2 separate regions of the Columba livia genome follow, and region 2 is linked to region 1. The links are chromatin contacts, called in public Hi-C maps. All regions are on one chromosome and are shown on one strand. The core of a region is the stretch at or near the end of the contact, and the rest is flanking DNA. Distances in the headings are between cores, read along the strand shown.

What was found. Hi-C and Micro-C count contacts between places; a contact is called where the count stands out from the background.
Region 2: a contact with region 1 is called in a Hi-C map of crop, with 1.9 times the contacts expected there. The contact joins the promoter of UBP1 here to the promoter of CLASP2 in region 1. A contact is called at or near these places in 2 of 2 Hi-C or Micro-C datasets (crop and liver).

Annotation. Positions count from the first base shown.
Region 1 is chr2:52,705,100-52,709,266 of bColLiv1.pat.W.v2, reverse strand. It overlaps CLASP2 (cytoplasmic linker associated protein 2), which reads right to left and starts at 2,294. Exons shown (of 40, transcript XM_065051946.1): 1 at 1,874-2,294. The coding sequence starts at 2,068.
Region 2 is chr2:52,866,972-52,871,001 of bColLiv1.pat.W.v2, reverse strand. UBP1 (upstream binding protein 1) reads right to left here and starts at 1,579. Exons shown (of 15, transcript XM_065051976.1): 1 at 1,468-1,579. The coding sequence starts at 1,541.

The DNA.
Region 1 (4,167 bases), core at 1,045-3,544:
ACAGCAGATGCTGACAGTCACCACCACAGCAAGGAACACTGGAACTGATCCAACACATTCGAGATCTTGTGCTGTCGCAGTCAATATAACGTATATATTAATAATATGCTTTGAACTGGAATTCTGTATGTATAAAGAGCCACCAGTAAGTGGACACAAAGATCTTTCTAAGAGTTTTAAAAATAGTTCGCATAATATTAAAAAAAGTTAATATTATGCGAACTATTTTTAAAACTCTTAGAATTTGTAATACTCTTAACCTTATCTTGTATGACTGAGGCTCGTGATCTGGAGTGCTGCATAGTCCTCATTTCTCCTACAGTTTAAACAGCCAAGGAGTTCTGTCACCTCACATCATCAGCAAGCAGAATGCATTGTGTTACACGAAATACACCTTGAAAAACAAATTTCAAGTATTTATCCCCAATTCTGTAAATTTAAAAGCATGGAAAGAAACTTTTGCATTACCCTGTTAAGATAAGTATCTAGTCCTCTTTACACAAAACGGTATTTTTAAACACCTGTCTAGGTTTCACAGTAATCAATTACCCCCAACAACTGCTCTCAGGTGAGAAATTAAAAAGCAAATAAATCATACTTGTCCAGCACAACATCATTTCCTCAAGTTAACCTGACCTTTAACGCCAAATACACTGCCAAAAAAATTAAATCATACGTGCAAATAGATTTAAGCCCTATTAGTTTCAGACCTCAAACTCAGAGAAGTGCGGTATGCAAACACTGGCAAGTACGCAGCACTGTAAAGTCAACAGAGGAGAAAATAAAAAAATAAGTATTCATGAACAGACACGGCACTTACAAGTTACTCCCAGGCCTGCGTCCTGAGCCTAAGCAAATAGGAAAAAATTACAATAACCTCACAACGCTACGTCCAAAGGCCCAAAGGGCAAGTCAATCATCTCGCAGGGCAGGAGAGGGAGGTGAAGGGACCAGAGCAGAGGGACCCGCGGAGCGACATCGCCACCCGGCGACGGCAGCGCCCGCCCGCACACACCGAACGGGGCGGGGGGAAATCGCCAATGCGAACACGGTTATTGCCCTCGGTAGTAAAATTGCGCTGCCAACCGCGTTACCGGCTGAGCACCGCCAGAAAAAATTACAAATCCTACAACAGGCGTGCGCCGGAGTGATCAGTTTTCTCGTAGCTCAGCCTAAAAACGCAGCAAAAAAAACCCCCACACAACCAAACCAACCAAAACGTGAGTCATCATTGGGCTGCTGTAAAGATACTATATAACTTCCCACGTACAAGAAAGTCACCTAAAGACGATATGAACAACTTTAAACTCACAACAGGGATACCAGGAAGCAAACAGTTCATTAAATCGTATAAAAAGCACACCGCGCAACACAAACGCGGGCAAACAGCACTCTTTACGGCCTACAGAAAATAATGGCAATCCCAGGAAACGTTACACCCAAGTGTAGAGACGATGGAATGGGAGTGGTAGCGAAAAAAAAAAAAGGGAAAAAAAATCACTACCTATCTTGTCTCAGAATAAGAAACATAACTGCAAAAAAAAAAAAAATCTGCAAAAAAAAAACCCAACATTTTAACCAGCGATTTAAAAAAATAATAAAAATATCAACAACAAACCAAAAACCCCACCAAAACAGAAAACACCCCAAACATTACTGCTTCTTTTAGGACAGAGAAATCGAAACAAAAAAATGTTAATGAACGCCTCCCAAAATTTCTGAATTCCCCTTTGTGGGGGAGGGATAAAAACTGGTATAGATGTAGTTTTATTTCTGCCCGTATCTGATTAAAGAGTAATCTGGACGTCTGGACCTCCCTATCATGATGAATCATGGTCTTCCCGTACCAAGCCCCGCCGACCAGCCTCCTCACCTTAAAATTACTAGAGTTGACCCATCCTGTCAATTCGTCGATCACTTTGTCAAGGCGCTGCTGGTCCTGCTCCAGATCGGAGGACCTCGCCGGGTCGCCCAGGTACTCCAGCAGCTCCTGGCCGACCTGCATCCTGCGGCCCACGTCCTTCTGCTGTACCTGCTCGCAGAAATAATCCATCCCGGCAGCCTCCATCTTCGGCCACTGCGCAAAAGTTTGGGTTTTTTTTTCAGGGCGACGAAGAACCAAGCGGCTTCAGGGTCGGAAACGCGGGCAGGGCAGGGCGGGCGGCGGCAGGAGGGAAACGCCCGGCGAGGCGGCGATCCCCGGCAGGGCCGCGGCGCTCATGGAGCCTCTCCTCGCCCTCTCCGCCCCGGCTCCGCGCTCGGCGCCTCCATGCGCGCACCCGCCGCCAGGGGCACGGGCGGCTTCCTCCGGCCTCCTCCCCGAGCCTGCCCGCAAGGTGAAGCCCGGAGTCGGACAGGAAGACTGGGGCGCACGCAAGGCTGTGCGGCTGCCCGGAGGGTGGAGGGGTCGGCGGGAGCCGCCTCCTCGGGCTCGGGGTTTTCCAGGCGCCTTCGCGTCGTCGGCGGGGGATCCCAGGAGGGCTCCTCGCCACTGCCCCTCCTCTCCCACCGCCGGGGGACGGGAAATTAAGAGCGAGAACAGGCGCTGAAGCTCGTCCTGCGGGGCGGAGGAGGCTCGCAGGCACCTCGGCGGAGGGCGGGCAGCTGTGGGGGTCCCCGCGGGAGCTGCAACCGCCTCTGGCTCTCTCTCCTCCCGCCCGCAGGCACCGAGAAGCGATCCCCGGGCCGCCTCTCACCGCCGCGGGCACTGGCCGGTCCTCCCACGGACACAGCAGCGCTGAGGCCGAGACGGACCTCTCATGCTTCCGACGCCGCGGCCTCCGACCCCTCCCGTTCGCCCACGGGGCAGCTTCCAAACTTCGCCTCGGCGGGTCTCAGCGCCGCTCCGTCTCTAGCTCCCCTTCCCCCGTCGGCCCCGCCGCGGACCAGGTCGGACGAGCCCCCACGGAGCCGGTCACGCTTCGCCGCGCCCTCCTCCGCCCGGCTGCGACGCCGCCTCCGTCCCGTGGAAGTTGCGTCCGCGGGCCGCCCCGCCAGCGCCAGCTAGACTGGGCGTGGCGCCCGGAGGCCCCGCCCCCCGCCGCGCCTTCCCGCTTCCCCCGGCCTCTCGCCTCTGCGCGCGGCCCGCCCCGCGCTGCGGCGGGAGGAAGGGCGAGCGGCGCGCGCCCCCGTGGGCACGCCGCTGGGCCCCGCCGGTGGCGGGAGGCGCATGCGCCCCGCGTGGCCCGCTGGCGGCGGCACCGCTGCCCGCGGACGGGAAGGGCGTGCGCGGCCTGTGGCAGCCGGCGCGCCGGGGCAGGCGGCGGCGGGCGAGGAGGAGGAGGAGGAAGCGTTGAGGAATAGGGGAAGCGGTGCGAAGGGTGCAGGGGTGCCCTGCCCCTCCCGGCTCGCTCGCGGAAGCACGGGAGCGCGGGCTCCCCGCGGTGCTACGAGGAGGCTGCGGTGCTACAGGGAACTGCTGGAGAGAGTCCAGCGCAGGGCAACAAAGATGGTTATGGGAGTGAAACATCTCCCTTACGAGGAAAGGCTGAGGGAGCTGGGTCTCTTTAGCTTGGAGAAGAGGAGACTGAAGGGTGACATTATTAATGTTTATAAATATATAAAGGGTGAGTGTCACGAGGATGGAGCCAGGCTCTTCTTGGTGACAACCAATGGCAGGACAAGGGGTGATGGGTTCAAACTGGAACACAAGAGGTTCTACTTAATTTTGAGAAGAAACTTCTCAGTGAGGGTGACAGAGCACTGGAACAGGCTGCCCAGGGAGGTTGTGGAGTCTCCTTCTCCGGAGACATTCAAAACCCGCCTGGACACCTTCCTGTGTAACCTCATCTGGGTGTTCCTGCTCTGGCAGGGCGATTGGACTGGATGATCTTTCGAGGTCCCTTCCAATCCCCAACATTCTGTGAGGTTCCCCTTTGCAAAGCGGGGGTCTCCCCTGTGCTCCAGCCCGGCCCGGGGCGTTAGGCGGTGGGTGAAGAGGCCGCTTCTGGGGGGGTACCCCGGGTCGGCTCCCGCGCCCCGCCGTGCTCTGCCCTCCTGCCCCACGCAGGGCATGGGCAGCCGGGTGCCGTGGGGTGGCTGGTGCCGGCTTTGCTCACCGCGGCGCGGGGCAGAGAGGAGGGAGTTGCACGGGAAGGAACGGTGCGGAAAGCGGAGCTCTGCGGACGGGAAACACCGGCAGAGAGCCCCGCTGCGGCAAGTGCACAC
Region 2 (4,030 bases), core at 330-2,829, 160 kb before region 1:
GGAAGTTTCCCAGCTACATTGTATTTCAACACCAAAACGCAGATAGATGCATGCTGCTGGCCATACCTGAAGACAGATGTTCAAAACTATGTGGGAAGAGTAACTTCAGAGGGACTCGAATGGCAGATTTTTAGATAAGGGCAGGAAAGCAGAAACAAATACTGGGAAGCAATGAAGAAAGACAAGAACCTGAGAGAGCACGGGCCTGAGAAAAGCTCGGAGGGGACACAGCCCCTCTAGGCTGAATGGAGGCTGAAGAAGAGGGGACCTGAGGTGTGAGTTGCCGTCCTTGCTTTCTCATGCTGTTCTGTTCGTTTTGCACTGGGAACTGTACACATCACTTGTGAATGGGATTGCATCAGGGAATTCCAGCGCCCGTTCTTCATTTCAGGTTGACCGCTTGAGTCAATAGAAACGGTGCTGTGTTTGCTACACACTTGGGTTAGCCAATCTAAATTTCAAATCACCCCAAACCTTTGTACTGAAATGGATCAATTTTATAAAATTTCTCTGCAGTTTCCTTCATTTCACACTTCAGAACCCAAATATAGCCCAAATTCCTTTTATTTTCTTAAACCTTAAACGTTACACATTTCTAATAAAAACATGCCACTCAAAAATTCTACAAGAGCAGAAGTAATGTGATACAGTAATAGATGGGAGACTATGAACATATGAAAAGCCATATCAAGGTATATGATTGAACACTATTATGCTTACATACATTGTATTTGGCCAAAAAAGTAATAAGCTGAAGTTTAATACAGAGGGTGAACCACATTATAAATTGAAACTCAGTTGACCTCAAAATTATCTGGAATTTGTGAGCTTAGCTCTTGCCAAAGCATAATCATTTTTAATTATAAGAAAAATTTGAATACTGTACACAAATAATATTTTAGTCATGAAGAGGTAAAGCAGGTTCATAGCTTATAGGAATGTACTGATGCAATAAGCTATATATTGCATCAGAATTTCAATGCAAAGCATTTAGCCGGCATGCCTGGACTGATAAGACAAGCAGCCCCATGTACTGATCCTGCAGGTCAGCTGAGCTCTAGCAGATAATCAAAGTAGATGTGAAAAATTAAGGTATTTGTAAGTCTGTATTACTTTGTATAAACAGAGTCTTATCAACAGACTGTGAATGTAATTTGAAAAAGAAACAAAAACTTAAGACACCTATGAATTACATATTAAGCAGTAAAATGTTCCTATTGCTGTTAAGAGCACAGATGTGTGGTGGCATGGTTTGTGAAAATTGTGGAGCTATAGTAAAGTAAATCTCCAGTATGGTGACTGTACGGTGCAAAGAATTCTCAAAGGGTCTGTGGTCACCACCAGATCTGTTTGAAGGCTTGAACTTATGGATTAGCAAAGTCTCCGCAGTCTGTATTTTTGTGTGCTCTAGCATTATAATAATTATTTAGAAACGTCCCCCCCACCCCCGCCCTGTTCTTCTCTTACCGCAGGTAGCTGCTGTTAGTGCTGGGATACTGGTGATGGTGATAATGTTCAGGCTGGCTGTGCCAGAAAAGCATTTTGGCATGAGATGAAGCGTTGTGCTCAGCTAAGAGATGGTCACTGCAGTGATGGGAAAGAGAAAACAAATACACACGTTCAGATTAAGGTTGTGATTGGCTTTATACACCTCTGTGTTTAGTTACTGCCCAGCTGCAAGGCTTTATTACAAGCTGATGTGGCATCAAGTGCAGCTCAGACCTCACCAGCATCCCCCTTGATCTCCACCCCTCCCTACATACTGTCAGAGCATCATGGAGCAGAACTGCTTGTTACAGGGCCAGGAGAAGGAGACATTTCCTAGCACCTCTGCCTCAGAGAGGCATACAGCCCCCTCTTTACACACTCCACTCAGAGTACTTGAACACTATAACCTGCAGAGGCACGCCTGACTGAAAAAGAATAAAGGTGTAATATACAATGATTTATTTAAAGCAAGCAAGGTGCCCTCTCAGTAGCATTTAGACTGCATTACTTTCGGCTGTTCATTCTATGCAAATTCAAGTGACAGGCTACTGCAGAGTGCAACTTTATAGTTACCTTATTGCCATTAAAAAAAGTGTTAAAAAATGAAAACGCTGTCAAACTGCAGGGTAAATATTTACTCCAAAACCCACTCACACCACCCCTCACACACACACTTTAGGGACAAATCAGATGCAAACCAGCTGCTTGGTGCACTCATGTCTCAGTGCCATTTGCTTGCCTGGGTTTGAAGCCAGGATTGCAATATCTGCTTAAAAGCACACAAAATAGTACTGGTTGATCCTGCTGAGGCCTTGACACTCAAAGAAAAGGGGGCACAGAGCCAAAAACTTCATCTGAAAAGAGTTACCTGCAGAGGGCACCCATTCTGCTTGAAAAAGAAAGGACTGCTGACAAATAGTAGCAGTTCTTTTTGGTGGTGGTGGTGGTGGTGGTGGGGTTTTTGTGTGTGTTGTTATTGCTTGTTTTGTTTTTAATACCACCCACAAGCACACGTTGCCTGTTCCTTGCAGTGCATTCTATAACAATATACTTTTAAAAGGTATTGTGATAGTGTGACCACACTCAGGGCCATGAAAATCAGAATGTTGAAGAGAAGGGTTCTGGAAAACAGAAAGGGATTATTTGTCATCAGAATTATAGTAATAGGTAACAGTAAAAATGAACAACGTTGTTTTTTTTTCATAGCATGAGGCAGTTCTCCTTTAACTTACCGTTCTTATTCAACATCAAATGACACAAACAAAAAGCAAAGGCCAGAACAACAATAGAAGAGCAACTGTAAATGTGGGAAGAGAAAGAAAAACTCCTATGTGGCACTGTCCAGAAAAGCAGCCAAAAATTGGGACTGCTGACTTAGTGATTCTAAGAGATTATTCTCTTCCCAGAGGCACTGAGGTACCTCCAGGATGGCTGTCATAACACAGACCTGTTTCTGTACATAAATTGATTTTAGTTCCAGCAAGGATGAGAGCTGGAGGAGTCTTTTCAAGGTTAGTTTTTCCACTTAAATATCTATATGTAACTGCATGCTTTTAATAAGCCCTCCCCTAGCAGATGTAAATGACTGCATGAGTCCTGAAGGGACTACCTGAGTGGAAGTTATAGCCAGGTGGGGATTGGTCTCTTCTCCCAGGCAGTTAGCAATAGGACAAGGGGGCATGGGCTTAAACTCTGCCAGGGGAAATTTAGGCTGGATATTAGAAAGAAATTCTTTACAGAGAGAGTGGTCAGGCATTGGAATGGCCTGCCCAGGGAGGTGGTGGACTCGCCGTCCCTGGAGGTTTTTAGACTGAGATTGGACATGGCACTTAGTGCCATGATCTAGTAAACCAACTAGAGTTGGACCAAGGGTTGGACTCGATGATCTCTGAGGTCTTTTCCAACCCAGTCGATTCTGTGTGATTCCTGGTGATCACTGCTGCATTTTTATTAATAGTTAAATTAATTTGATTTCAGTTACTGTAGAAAAAGAATGTGTATCCTTCTATCCCATTTGCTCCATTGACTGTCAAGCTATAGAATGAAATCCCTCTGTCTCCAGCCCAAGATTTAAGCAAAGGTTTCAAATGCGTACAGCATGTTGTTTTTGGAAGCCCAATTTCCCTTCACACCGCTTGTTCTCAAGAAAAGGACTACACATCCCTCAAACCACTTTCACAATCTTCCCTTGGGGCTGACATGAGCTCCCCACATAGACAGCAGGCATTTGTTTTGTTCTGTAACTTGTATTTCTACTAAACGGAAAGAGTAGAATGACGGATTCCCTTTGACTTGAAGAGCTTTCAGTCGCTAGCATAGAACAGCTTCCCACAGAGCTCATGTGGCTTTAAATTATCAGGCACTTTTTCCTCTCCCAAAGTAGCCTGTTACTTCTGACAGATGCTGGTTTGTCAAAATGCAGGTGGGAACATTTAACTTTTGATCAGTCTTTTTTTTTGGTGAAGTCCAGGAGAGAACTTGTGAGCAAAAGCAACTGCGATTCCCAGACTCATCCATAGCCTGTTTATATACACACACGCAC